Regions from separate parts of the Mus musculus genome. Here regions 1 and 2 are each linked to region 3. A link is a contact called in public ChIA-PET data. All regions are on one chromosome and are shown on one strand. The core of a region is the stretch at or near the end of the contact, and the rest is flanking DNA. Distances in the headings are between cores, read along the strand shown. Region 1 has its middle 71 kb from the start of Perp. Region 2 overlaps Gm33332 (a long non-coding RNA gene). Region 3 has its middle 35 kb from the start of Olig3.

The links. ChIA-PET counts read pairs in DNA pulled down with a chosen protein or histone mark.
Region 1: a contact with region 3 is called in an RNA polymerase II ChIA-PET map of memory CD8 T cells, with 19 read pairs. The contact joins two enhancer-like sites. A contact is called at or near these places in 2 of 115 datasets of contacts at active chromatin or transcription factors (large pre-B cells and memory CD8 T cells) and 1 of 9 other capture datasets (embryonic stem cells).
Region 2: a contact with region 3 is called in an RNA polymerase II ChIA-PET map of memory CD8 T cells, with 35 read pairs. The contact joins two enhancer-like sites. A contact is called at or near these places in 2 of 15 datasets of contacts at CTCF or cohesin (large pre-B cells and pro-B cells), 1 of 484 Hi-C or Micro-C datasets (CD4 T cells) and 6 of 115 datasets of contacts at active chromatin or transcription factors (double positive thymocytes, large pre-B cells, memory CD8 T cells and 2 more).

The regions. Positions count from the first base shown.
Region 1 is chr10:18,913,979-18,919,027 of GRCm38.p6, forward strand. No RefSeq gene overlaps it. Among named protein-coding and RNA genes, the nearest start is that of Perp, 71 kb to the left of the region's middle. Within about 2 kb of position 3,238, at least 53 of the 459 cell types and tissues checked have an H3K27ac peak or open chromatin away from gene starts, as enhancers often do. A contact at or near this core is called in memory CD8 T cells, where this site is marked.
Region 2 is chr10:19,689,429-19,694,121 of GRCm38.p6, forward strand. All of the region lies in intron 1 of Gm33332 (a long non-coding RNA gene), which reads right to left. Among named protein-coding and RNA genes, the nearest start is that of Il20ra, 21 kb to the right of the region's middle. Within about 2 kb of position 2,538, at least 128 of the 459 cell types and tissues checked have an H3K27ac peak or open chromatin away from gene starts, as enhancers often do. A contact at or near this core is called in double positive thymocytes, memory CD8 T cells and regulatory T cells, where this site is marked.
Region 3 is chr10:19,319,624-19,324,139 of GRCm38.p6, forward strand. No RefSeq gene overlaps it. Among named protein-coding and RNA genes, the nearest start is that of Olig3, 35 kb to the right of the region's middle. Within about 2 kb of position 2,303, at least 37 of the 459 cell types and tissues checked have an H3K27ac peak or open chromatin away from gene starts, as enhancers often do. A contact at or near this core is called in double positive thymocytes, memory CD8 T cells and regulatory T cells, where this site is marked.

The DNA.
Region 1 (5,049 bases), core at 1,988-4,487, 400 kb before region 3:
AAACTGAATCGAAGAAAGGGGCTGCTAAGTACCATAATGAGGACTGGCCTCCATTTCAGGAGTCTCTTAAGGTATTTTTTGCAGTCAAGGATATCCCAGGGACAGAAGAAGATGAAACAAAAAGAATTATCTGGGCTTGTTGAATAATTTCAGCAAGTTCTCAGAGAACAAAAGAGTGGTGAAAGTTCAGATTCTGAGGAGAACGTAGTGCCAAACATGAAGATTTTGCCTCCTCCAGTGACTTTCAAGCGTAACCAAATAATCATCAGAGGTGGGTGACAGAGGGAACTGCATGAGAGAGGGAGTGAGGAAGGGAACAGGGGTGGCGATGAGGTGTGCCGAGAGGAAAGGGCCGGGACTGAAAATAGAAACAGGTGGGGGCATCTCAGGGAGTAGCTGGAGACCTGGGACTGGAGAGACTCCGGGGTGTCTTTGGGGGTGACCTTAACTGAGATTTCTACCAGAGGAGCCTATGAAGGCTGAAGTGGCCATCTCCTGTAATCAGGCAGGAATTCCAGTAGAGGGAGGGGGACATCAAACCACCCACAAAACCTTCCACACAAAATTTGTCTGGCCTAAAGTTGCACAGGGATAAAGATGAAGCAGACACAGAGGGAATGGTCAACTAATGACTGCTTCAACTGGATACCCATCCCATGTGAGGGCCAACCCCTGTCTGCTATGCTTGCAGACAGATACTTAGTATAACTGTTTCCTGAAATGCTTCATCCAGCAGGTAATAAGAACAGATGCAAAAACCCACAGTCAAGCATCAGGCAGATCTCAGGAAGTCATGTGGAAGAGTGAGGGATAGAATTGAGAGAGCCGAAGGAGTCAAGGACACCATAAGAAGACCTATAGAGTCAACTAACTTGGGCCCGCGGGGGCTCAAAGAGACTGATCACCAACCAAAAGGCATGCAGGGGTTGGACTTGGGTCCGCTGTGCATTTGTAGTAGATGTGCTGTTTCATGCTCATGTGTGTTCCCTAAGCATTGGAGAGGGAGGGCAGTCTCTGACTTTGTTGCCTGCCGTTGCCCCTCCCTCTAACTGGGCTGCTTGGTTGGGCCTCAGTAGGAGAGGATATGCTGAGTTCTGCTGGGACTAGATGTCCCAGGACAGGGTGGTACCAAGGGGGCTTCCCCTTCTCTGAGGAGAAGGGGAGGGACTGATGGGGGTTGGGATTTGTAAGGGTGGGACTGAGAAGAGATGAAGGAGGGGTTGCAATCAGGATGTAAAGTGAGTAAATAATTTAATTAAGTCAAAAGAAAAAAACCTGAGTTTAGACACATAGAGACAGTTCATTTCTGTAAATGAAAGGTTCTGAAATCCAAGTTCCCTGATGCCAACCAAGCCCCAGCCTTGTAAAATCTTTCTAGGAAATAGTAAGTAGTCAACCCTAGTTAGGTAAATTCTTTTTTTGCACAACTATGTCTAGTCTAGTTGTAGGCTTCATTTGGAAATTTTCTGCAGGCCAACTACTCAATTGTAAGAGATGGCTAGCAGCAAGATCCAGGAGGTTAGAACTCAAGGTTGATGATGGAGGTGACTTCTAGGCAGGTCTCCCTGATGCTTGACAGCCTTGTTTCTGTTCCTTCTCATATATTCCCAACATAGTCATCAGTGATCATGGAAACAAGGCCAGAACGTGCCGTTTCTGAACCTGAATATTCCCAAGCCTGAATATAACTTCAGTGACAAGATGGACGCCACTTTTCCGGGTGCCTCCGATTCCAGCACATGACACTTCATTGAGGGGAAACTAGAGAGTGGTACCGATGAAGACTTCAGTCATTGTAGCTTGTTGTCCATAAGGACTTCGGTCTTCATAGCTCACATTCACAGAGAACTATGTCACCATAGGAACCTCGGTCATCACAGCTCACACTTCACAGGGCCCTCTGCTGCCATAGTTCACTGCTCATAGGGACCTCAGTCACGATAGCTTACTGTTCACAAGGGCCTTGGTCACTATAGTTCACTGTCTGTGGGGACCTCAGTCATTGTAGTTCAGTGTTCATAGGGATTTCGGTCACCATAGCTCACTCTTCACAGGGCTTTTTGTTGAGATTCTCCTTTAGGCTACAACATCCTGTTCTTGGATGACCTAAAGCCACCGTCTTAGAGGATTTGCCATTCAGTTTTCAATCAAAGCAATTCTGTAAATTCACACTAAAAACGAAGCAAAGGAAGTAGAGGCTACACTTGAGTGAAAGCCCTGTCCATCTGATGCCATCTCCAGAGACAGCATCTCCTCTCCACTTCTCGCACTCCAGTCAGTCTCTAGCCCCTTGTTAGAACAACTGGATCTACTTTCTGGGGTGAGGCAGAGACAGACAGACAGGTAAATAAAAATGCAGAGACACACACAGTGTCTCTGGAGGGAGAGGATGAAAAAAAGGGAGAGGGAGAACCTGGTGTACGGTTGTACCAAATAAGAGGAAAAGGAAGACAGGATGGAGGAGGATTTAAAAAGGATTAAGAGACACAGTGGATTTGCTGATGGGTTGTGGAATGAAAAATGGTTTTCAAGGTCCTCTGAGTTGCTTTGGGGAGTAGTATCATTGTTCATAGTCTCTCTCCCTCCCTCTCTCCCTCCCTCCCTCCCTCCCTCCCTCCCTCCCTCCCTCCCTCCCTCCCTCTCCCTCCTTTCTCCCTCTCTGTCTTTCTCTCCCCCTCTTTGTCTCTGTCTCTATCTGTCTTTCTCTCTCTCTCTCTGTGGGAAAAGTTCCTTGCTATAGAAAAAATATGTATCTGTACCATTATATCAAGTATATTTTACTTTTACCTTTAAAATCTCTCTCTGAGGGTTAGGGGTATAGTATAGTGGTACAGTGTTCATCCAATCACCAGCATTGCCAACAGCCAGTTCCATGCCCCCTTTTGCTAGTCCAGTAAATTTAAAATTAATCAGGGCGAGCTGAAAGGGAGATTCAGGAATCCACAAATCCTATGGAAGAGTTTACAGGCTGTGAACTTACAACAAAGATTTGTTTTAGGCTCAGATTTTTCTGTATTCAATTTGGGAACAAACTATTCCATCTGCCTGAGAGAAATAAAAATCTTAAGGGGAAGGAGTAGCTTTGAACACTGGGACTTTAACCATGAAGAGAGACAATATCAATTATTGCTCGCCTATAGTCAAGCAGGACCCAGTTCACTGTCAGACACTTGAAACAGTCTGAACCCAGCTATTTGGTTGAGTATATAAATTGACCACCAGATGGCAGCATATGATTTTTAAAAGAAACACTACTCCCCTCCCCCCACCTTCCAGCCCCTGCACACCACCCCCACACCTCCAAAGTGTACACAGAGAGGTAGACATCACCCATAGTGAACATTTTTCTTCTTGTTCCTAAAATTGGAATGAAATGAGGAATAACACAGAGAAGTAAGAAACAGAAGGAAAGAAGTAAGCTGAAGGAAACGTGGGAGGGAGAAGATTTAAAAAGAAACTAAAAGAAAAAAGAAAAAAAAGAAGCATATCCAACTAGATGACAGTTCATCACAAACGACAACGGGCGGGCTGCTGATGTAGGAAAGTTCCGAGGGAGGAAACGGTGCTATAACCACAGGCATTCACAGCCTACATGTGTGAGTGAGTACAAGATAGACTCTTGACCTTCTTCTAAAAGCAGCTGTCTCCTTGGGAAACTACAAGAATGAGTTTACATTTTCAACATGTTTTCTTTTCTTTAAGGCTCGAGTTACCTGAATTCTCCATTTGTATTTGAAACTTATTTTAATCAGTGTTCTTCAAGGAGGTCATGCACACTGGATTCCATGGTTGGACATGCAAGTAAGGGAAGTGACTCAAGACAGCAGAAAGTATTCAGACACATACCAACAGGGATGCATCCATGTAATAAAGAGGAAAGACACACACCAACAGGGATGCATCCATGTAATAAAGAGGAAAGACACACACCAACAGGGATGCATCCATGTAATAAAGAGGAAAGACACACACCAACAGGGATGCATCCATGTAATAAAGAGGAAAGACACACACCAACAGGGATGTATCCATGTAATAAAGAGGAAAGACACATACCAACAGTGATGTATCCATGTAATAAAGAGGAAAGACACACACCAACAGGGATGCATCCATGTAATAAAGAGGAAAGACACACACCAACAGGGATGCATCCATGTAATAAAGAGGAAAGGAGAAGGAGCTTTGAGCCAAGAAGCTCATGACCTGAGAGGGATTCTCGGGATCTGTCTCTGACTCTCCACGGACCACAACCACTACCCAAGACCATTCTTCAACTTCTTCAACTACTCTCTCTTTCCTAACTAACTAGTATGTCTCGAGAGTGTAAGATGGGACAGATCTCACATAGTGGTGATAGGCTTGGGCATTGAGGCTTCTTTGAGTAGGGCTTTCTACCTCTACAGTAACGACATCTTGGATTGGATAATTCTTTGTGTACTCTTTCCATTATAGCATAGTTAGTAGCCTTCTGGCTGCCACTTGCTGGATGCCAATAATACACCCCTACCTAGTTTATGGCATCCAAAAGCATCTCTAGACATTGACAAGTGTTGCCTGGGCAGGAGATTTGCTACCTTCCCTGTTTTGGAACCTCTGCTCTAGAAAGACTCTAATTATAGGGATGAAAGACATTATAAAGGCTCTGCTTTCTTGCTTTTCTTCTCTTGGGAAAAATTCTTTCTGAATCAAAAGAGAAATGTATGCTCAAATATCCAGTAGAGATTTGCAAGTATTAAAGCCATTCACAAAATGTGTTTCTTATGGCTAGGATAATGTTCTCTATATGAAATAAAAGCAACCAAATATATCATTATAAATATTGTGTTAAGCAGAAAGTGGCACATGATATGCTAAGGCACACAGGTAATAAAAGTATTTATATAGAGAAAACCAACTAATGCTGATTGAAGCTTTATTGGGTACCAGATACATTTTTTTGTACATTTCTACTCGTGTTATATAAGCATACAACATCTCTATGCAGATATATCATTTGCATTTCAGATGAAGATAATGAGACTGAGAAGAGTGTAATTACTACCTCAG
Region 2 (4,693 bases), core at 1,288-3,787, 370 kb after region 3:
ACCAGTTTGCAATCCCACCAACAATAGAGGAGTGTTCCTCTTTCTCCACATTCTCTCCAACATAAAAAAAGAAAAGAAAAGGAAGAAGAGGAGAGGAGAGGAAGAAGGGGAGGGGAGGGGAGGGGAGGGGAGGGGAGGGGAGGGGAGGGGAGGGGAGGAGAGGAGAGGAGAGGAGAGGAGAGGAGAGGAGAGGAGAGGAGAGGAGAGGAGAGGAGAGGAGAGGAGAGGAGAGGAGAGGAAAAAGAAAAGAAAAGAAAAGAGAAGAAAAGAAAAGAAAAGAAAAGAAAAAAAGAAGAAAGAAAAGGATAGAGCACCCAAGATACAGTCCACAGAACTCAAATGGCTCAACAAACTGAAGTGCCCAAGTGAGGACGCCTCAGTCACACTTGGGAGAGAGAAGAAAGTAATCACAAGAGAGGAGGGAGGGAGGGAGGGACCTGGGAGGGAAAGTGGACCTGGCAGGGGTGAAGGGGAGAACTGTGGGGAGAGGGGAACCTGATCTGGTATTGGGTGAGGGAAAAGGACTGAAGCCCTGAGGGCCACCAGAAAGAATGGAAACAGGTAACCTTGGGAGGTAAAAGGTAGGGGGGGACCCTCCAGAATGCACCAGAGACCTGGGAGGCGAGAGACTCTCAGGACTCAAAGGAAGGGACCTTAGATGAAATGCCGGACAGTAGGGAGAGGGAACTTATAGAGCCCACCTCCAGCAGGAAGACAGGACATCAAGTGAGGGATGGGGTTGCATCCTACAGTCACAACTCTGACCCATAATTGTTCCTGTCTGAAAGAATTACAGGGATAGAAATGGAGAGGAACCTGAAGAAAAGAAGGCCCAGAGACAGACCCAAAGTGGAATCCAGCTCAAGGGGAGGCCCCAAGGCCTGACACTGTTACTGAGGCTATGAAGGGCTCACAAAAAGGGGCCTAGCATGACTGCCCTCAGAAAGACCCAACAAGCAGCTAAAAGAATCAGATGCAGATATTTGCACCCAACCAATGGACAGAAGAGTTGAGCCCAGTTGTTGAATTAGGGGTAGACTGATGGAAGCTGAGGAGAAGGGTAGGAGGACCAACAGTCTCAGTCTGGACCCCGAGATCTTTCAGACATTGGACCACCAAACAGTCAGCGTACACCAGCTGATATGAGGCCCCCAACACATATACAGCAGAGGACTGCTGGGTTGGTGTTCATTCGGAGATGATGCATCTAACCCTCAAGAGACTGGAGGCCCCAGGGAGTTTAGAGTTCAGGTGGGGTGAGGGATGGGGGCATCCACATGGAGACAGGGGGTGGGGAGCAAGTATGAGATGTGGAGCAGTTGGAGGATGGGGGGAGGAATAAAATATGGAGTGTAAAAAAATAAATTAATTAATAAAAAAGAAAAATCAACATGCAAATCAAAAAAATAAATAAAATTTTTAAAAAAACGATTCTTGCTAGCAAATGTTATTGGCAGAAACCTACCATTGACATACAAATAGATAAGATTTTCGTTTACAGTTTTTTGAAAAGTTATTGTTAAACCAGAAAGTGTGTATTGGTTAGAAATACCACTTGAATCATAGAGTAAAGTAATTCACAGTGTGGATCAGCACCACTAGAAAAACATTTCTTTTTAATCCAGTTTTTATTTCACTCCAAAGTGCATATTCACTCTATTACTTCTGGGAGTATTTGTTTAAAAGGAAATCTTTTTTAAAAGAAATATTTATTTTAGATAAATAGAACATCTAATATAACATAATACTAACAGAAACATTTATTTTAGAAATAAAAAGATGGGGCAAAGAGATAAATTAAGGATTTCAACACACTTCAGAAGAGATCCAGAAAAAAAGGACAGTACTTGGGAAGGGAGCAAGCATACTTCAGACTGCATGTCCTTGTTTCCCACAGCCAGTTGACTGCTTCTGGGTGTGTCCTCAAGGCTCTGCCTTTGCCTGGAAGAAACTGCCCCTAAGCTGTGGTCTCACTGACTGAGGAATGCCAGGTCACTCCTCTTCGTAGCCTCTGGCATCAACTGGGGCAACTCAGGCAGGACCAACTGGAGGTGCCCCACCCCCAGATCCTCAGCACCTGAGTGGGATTGGCCCCACCTTCTGCATCAAGTCAGCATGCAGCCTCTGACACAGTTACTCCCTCATCCCTGCCGGTATTGACCCTCAGAGCATTTACCAGTTAATTAAACCACTGCCCAGAAGTCTCCATTTCAGAATTGTTTCCGGGGACCCAACCAAAGACACTTGGCTTCAAAAATGATCCTAACAGTTACTTAGCGGTATTTTATAGATAGATTATTTGCTGGCCAATTGGCAATGAAGACCCCCTCAAAGAAGTGTGAGAACTGATAGCAGTATGCTATAGGGGTCAAGTGGCAAACTCCCCTAGCCATGGGATTGCTACAGAAAGGAATGTGCTGTTGGGGGCATCTGAGAAGTGTCACGGGCATGAGTGTCATAAGGACTGTAGAATGGGGGTTGGGGCGCAGCTGACTAATGCACAGCTCCGGCTTCACCGTAGAAGTCACCAGAGTTCAAACTGACACTTGAGTGTGCATGTGGCAGAGAGGAAGTGAGAGCCGTTACAAAAGAGCAAAACAGTCAGAGGAAGCTTCGCTTACCGAAGTCCCGATGCAGAAACTGCCGGGCAGTTAGAGGAAGTTCGAACTGGCAGTAAATCTAAGAGTAGAAAAAGGTGTTGCTTCATAGAGACGTAGAAGCGGCCATCGTCCAAGTCACCACTGCGATGGGGTTGGGGGCGTTATATCTTAAGCACAAGGACAAACTCTGAAAGACACTCCAGGGTGAGAGTTAACTTTAAAACAAAACTCTTTGGCTGTTCACGAACAGCCTTCACACAGCTTCCCCGAGGCTGCCACAGGACTTATTTCAAAGGCACAAAGACCTCATGAAGCTGCCTCTGGACACAGAGTAGCTGAGTAAGTCAAGCTACTCCACATGGGAAAGTCAAGTCCATCTCCACACACTGACGATATCTACAAAGCAATCGGTGCCCTCTACCTTAAGATCTCAACACGGAAATACTTCAATTCTTCAGTAACGGGTACTGCATGGACTGTGTCCCTGCTCAACCTACCAGTGTATGGAACTCAGAAAACAGCATCCGATAAACGAATGTTGTCATGTTGAATAACAGAGTAAATACCCTCTCCAGAGGAGATGCCCCACGGGGACTGTAGCAAATTGCTCCAGACTTGTTAAAACCTTGATTAAATGATAAGTAGGTACATTGGCTCAAAGATGATGGGGTAAGTAATAGATAGAGGTCAAAGCAGCTTGTGTCACCATGGTAGGTAGGAAGGGGGAACTCTCAGACCGTGCACATAGGTGGAAACCCTCAAGGAACTGGTGCTAGGGTCTCTTCTGGTTCAAGTGGTAACCTCTGCTGTTAAAAAGTTCTTCCCAAGAAAAAAAGCTGGCCCAATTTCACACTGGTCACTGAGCCCCATTTTTGCACTTCCTGTTCTGTTTTCCGATGAAGGGATTCCGGTGTTCTGTTTACATGCAAGCCATGTCGGATGTGAACCTAACGTGAGTAGCAGTCCTTGATTCTAGCTGTGACCCTGTAAGTGAGCCTGCCGCCTCTTGACTGACAGATCCTAGAGCTCTGTCCGAGCACCACCTAAGTGCCTAGATGGGAAAGGCCCACTCGAGCCCACTCATCTCTTCTCTGTCTACGCTGCTGAGAATCAAAAATCAATTTCACTTTGGAACTGCAGACGATCCCATGTTGAGGGGGTCCTGCACAGGTGAACCTCTGCCCTCTGGCGTGTTTCTTATGAGAACATTGCAGAAGCCTGGAAGGACAGCCAGACTTGGGAGTATGAGCAGAGAGTGACATCCAGTGGCCGATGGGTCACATTTCTGCTGTGCTAGGCACTCCATTTCTGAGAATGTTGGAGCTGATGCTTAGCCCCAGAAGCTGATGCCCGCCCCTGTCCTCATAAGCCGGGAAAGAGGCATTCCAGGAAGACGATGATTGCAGAACAGGTTCTCCGATGCTTCCTGCCCATGTCCCCCGGCAGCTTACACTTACAGTATAAGCACTCTGCCCTCTCTAGAGCTTTAAAATACATTGCGAGCATGACAAATGGAGGCTAGAAAGATGGCCCAGTGATTAAGAGAGTTTGCTGCTCTTGCAGAGGATCTGAGCATCCTCATAAAAGCCCACACCAACCACTCATAACTGCAGTTCCAGGGGTCTCAAAACCCTTTTATGAGACTTTCAGGCACCAGGCACACGCATGGTACACATATGTACATACAGCAACTGTACACATGATTTTTATGGGGTTACAGTGGTCAAGAGCACCACCTGATATTCCAGAAGACCAGTGTGGAGTGAACCACATACCTCTAGTCCCAGGGAATATGGTGCCCTCTTCTGGCCTTTTTGGACACTGTGGCCACATGGTGACTGGACATAAATACAGGGTAAAATAAACACCCATACACATAAAATAAAAACAAATGAGTATTCTGAAGTAAATAAAACTAAATCTCTAAAAATGTATGACTCAAAATTATATTTTCTTATAGCTTTCTCTTGTTTGACGTTTGTAGAACATGTTTTAATATTTTCAACTGTTAATATTCAGCAAACGGGATAATTATTTTAAGATATACTTCATTGTTATGAGGCCCTTTTCATTTCTGATTGTGTCTCTTGTAT
Region 3 (4,516 bases), core at 1,053-3,552:
CTGTTCTGGGTTCCTATTCTCTAGTACCTACTGCGTGCTACTATATGGAAACTTTTGTAGCCCATTGGGTTGAGGGACTGGTAGTGACTTAATGATTAATCTTCAGGCCAGCCTCTTAGTTCTTTAATGAGAGTTTCTATAGACATAGTACTTTCCCCTAAAGACATCACCTCATTTTATTTAGAATAAAAACAATGTAGTGGCAACCACGTTGGACATGCTGGTGATCCCACCACTGAGGTAGTGGGAACCAGAGAAGTGTGAGCTCATGACTTATCTGGGTTGCATATGACATCCTATCTCACCTTGAAAAAGAGATCACAGCATGTTTTCTACGATGCATTCTTACTGGCTCGTGAAAGCTCACTTTTTATTTGTATACTTATTTCTTTATAATGAATAATATCCCAAACAGTATGAATCTGCCACAAATCATGGAAACTAGAATTTTGTTAAAAACCATGGACCAGCTCGGTTCTTCTCCATCTTATTCTCCTACATGTTTAAACTATTCCACTGGGTGCATATTTATTTTACCATACCTTTAGACCAGTGGTCCCCAACTCTCCTAATGCTGAGACCCTTTAATACAGCCCCTCATGTTATAGTGACCCCTGACTAGAAAATTATTTTTGTTGCTACTCCATAACTTTAATCTTGCACTGTTATGAGTCATAATGTAAATATCTGTGTTTTCTGATGGTCTTGGGCTACCCCAAAGGTTGAGAATCAGTTTTACATTATTTTAGCGTGTGCTTCTTGTACTTACGAAGAGAGAAATCTACTATAAAACAATGCTGAATCCACCTCCTGTCCATGACATCACCTAATGGATCAGAAGGTCACATTGAATGGCTGACATAAAGCCCCAGGTTTGTTTAAGAATGTCCTAGGTTGCTTATATTCTGCCCAAATCCCCTAACAATATGTCCTTTGACAACATATAGTTGTGCTTTTCAGCTGGATGGTTCCCTAGTGCAGACCCCATGAGACACACTTCCAGTCGACCATGACATCTGATTGCTCTAGGACTAGGATCTCGAGTTCATCGTTAAAGTTGGTGTCTCCACACTGGCTCACTCTAACCCGAGCTCCCCTTCCCTATCTTAGAATTGACTCCACAAAATTCATACGCTCTCCTGCGCTTTGGGTTTTGAAGAACTGTGTCAGCATGGACTGGTCGGTGATGCTAGTACACATTATGGCTTTAACGTCCTCTCAGAAGCACCGTATTAACTTGTACAGGTGGATCTCTGCGTTGTGTGGTCATCTGTCTCACACTCTACTATGGCAGCTTTCTAGCAGTTTCCAGATAACATCAGGTACAAAAGTTTATGCAGCTCCAAACCTATATAAACTCATGTGCCAGCCTTTCCATAAAAATATTCACCATCTCTCTTTTTATATAAGTAGATAAATAAGGGAGCCTATGGCTACAATTCTGGACAGAATTATTTAGTTTCATAATTAAAATGATATAAAATATTGATAGCTAATTTTTACCCTAGCAGAAGACCCGAAGTGTGTTCACTTGGTACAATATATTCCATTTACAGGTCTGGTGCTATCCTTTACTTCTTCATGGCAAAGTGCCCTGTAAGCAGTATAGAGAGTAGGGATGCGGTTAAACAAAAGCTGCATCATCATCCAGGATAAAATGTAAGGATCTCACAAAAGGTAAATAGATCCCACAACTATCTTTCTTTAAAGTTAGTTGGAAACATAAACATTTTTGCACAACATCCCAAAGAGGAATAAACATACACAAGATAAAAAAAGCCTTGTCCTCAAGGTCTTATGGCATAGTAGAATCACGCAAAAACACACACGTAACATTTAAGGGAAAATACAATGCAAATTCTCATCTCAGAAAAATACCTTTGCTTGGGTGGAGGAGGACAGAGGAAACTGGATGTCAAATATCTTTATCTCACACAAACAATGACATGGACAACATAACAAAGAGCTAAAACCTAGACAAAAACATACAACTGAAAACCTAGCCAAAATAGTCCCATTAGGTAGCCAACACAGAGACACAATTTCCCCAAAATCCATCCTGCCCCGCTTGTTACATTCGCATTCAGCACAGGAATGGGGACTGCTGTGACTGTTAGAAACACAGCTGTCAGCTGCCACACCCTTTTCTGACAGTTCTCAATTTCTGAGCTCAGAGAGGTTGCTTCCTGGTACTACACCATGAAGCCTAACTAAATAAAAGATTCTCCTGGCTGAGGTCTCTTCCTGCTTATTTCTGCTCTGTACTGTTAGAAGAGAAGGCTGAGCAGGTGACACCCAGCCACATGAAAGCAAAAGAGTTGAGCAGCAGCACAGGCAGCCTGGGAGAGGTACAGTGGGTGCCACCTCTGTGGCTACAGCAGCAGTAGCAACAGGAAGGTAGCTCAAGAGTCCATACGTGTGAGTGGCCGCACAGCAAGGATGGTGGGCAGAGGTGGCAGAGGCAATGACTGGTGCCAGAAGGGAGAAGGGGAAAAAGGGCAGAGAGCTCAGGCTGGAGACCTGCAGAAGGTTGGAAGGAGCCAGAGAAGAGAAGACTTCCAGGGAGCAGCCTGGGGCTAAGAGCCATAAAGCCCCCATCCAAGAGCTGGACTACCTGCCGCTGCTGTACTGCTGCTGCGCGCCACTGCTGCTACACATCGAAGCTTGCTGCTTTCTGCTATTGCCTTTCAATGTGGTTTGAAACTGAAGGTTACAAACGCTGCCAAGTGCCAGGGTCTGTAAAGTATAGAGTGACAAGCCTTGACCTTGAGTGCCCAAGCCATAAATCTCTGACTTATAAAACTTGGAGCAACAGACCCCAGCTCTCAGGCAGTAGAGCTGTAAGGCTGTAGCTGCTAATCCAGCGTCCTGGTCCCGTGTAATCAAGGGCTCAGGATTGCCAGCGCTGAAAGGCCTTCTCCTTATCTACGTACCTAGATAAAATTTTTAAAACCCAGTCAGATGACTGTTAACATTCGTATGATAGATTCCCTATGCAAAATGACTTAACAAATGTGTAGGAAAGAAAAAAAAAAAAAAAAAAAAAAACAAGGCCTGGAACACATAAGAATCAACCAGTAAAGGAAATAAGACACTATCTCTGTATGTCTGAGGAGGCAGAGAATAAGCCAACAGGTAAAGCTAGTCCGCAGGGAGTGGGGACTGAGAAGCAAAGCAGAGAAGAAGGCTGGAGCAGGCTGAGGGAAACAGTCCCGGATAGGCCTTCCTGCAGAGGTTCCCTTAGAAGAAAAGAGGTGGCTCTCTGAGTGGCAGTGCCTCAATACCTACTATACAGTTAAAGTGTCCCAGAAGCCATAGGGGACATGTAAACACTTGCGAATGGCAAGAGCCCCCAACTCCTGCTGTTGTCTATAGACTACTAACGTGACAGTGGCTGGTGACAGGAGGGACTCCTCAAGTAACTACCAAAGGGCCATGACAAAAGGTCTTACCTACAGCATAAGAGAAAGAATCATGGCTGACTCTGAAAAGCTCTTCCCTCAATACAATCCATCTCAGAGGAGAATGTCTTCCTACAGTTATCTGTACAAGCTGTTGAGTACAAGAAAAACACATTATAAAGAATTCTGCATACATTATAGATGGGGGTCAAATTATCATTGTAGTTTCCTGTTAGACCGCACTGTTACACTTTCTGCCAAAAGTTTTCAAACTGTAGAAATCAAGTATCTTGAAAAAGAAACTCCTTATTACCAGTTGGAATGTTTTCTGGGTTTATGCCCAGGAGAGGAATTGCTGGATCCTCTCGTAATATTATGTCCAATTTTTTGAGGAACCGCCAGACTGATTTCCAGAGTGGTTGTACCAGCTTGTAATCCCACCAGCAATGGAGGAGTGTCCCTCTTTCTCTACATCCTTGCCAGCATCTGCTGTCACATGAGTTTTTGATCTTAGCCATTCTGACTGGTGTGAGGTGGAATCTCAGGGTTGTTTTGATTTGCATTTCCTTGATGATTAAGGATGTTGAACATTTTTTCAGGTGCTTCTCAGCCATTCGGTATTCCTCAGTTGAGAATTCTTTGTTTAGGTCTGTACCCCATTTTTAATAGGGTTATTTGATTTTCTGGAGTCCATCTCCTTGAGTTCTTTACATATATTGGATATTAGTCCGCTATCTGATTTAGGATTGGTAAAGATCTTTTACCAATCTGTTGGTGGCCTTTTTGTCTTGCAAAAATCACAATAAAGAGGAATGCCAGGGCCAGGAAGCCGGAGTAGGTAGGTTGGGGAGCAGGGCAGGGGGAGGGTATAGGAGGCTTTGGGGATAACATTTGAAATGTAAATGAAGAAAATATCTAATAAAAAAAGAAAAAGAAACTCCTTTGGCTAATTTACGGCAGACTTTTCTCTGTGGTGGTGGCAACTTGCTCTAATTTCATAAATAGCATGGTTTATTTTCATAATTTTCTCAATACGTGTAAGATCTCTGAGTTCTAGCAAAGTAATGTGATTTCAGGTTACATAAGTAATGATACAGCAAGAATGCCTGTTGTGT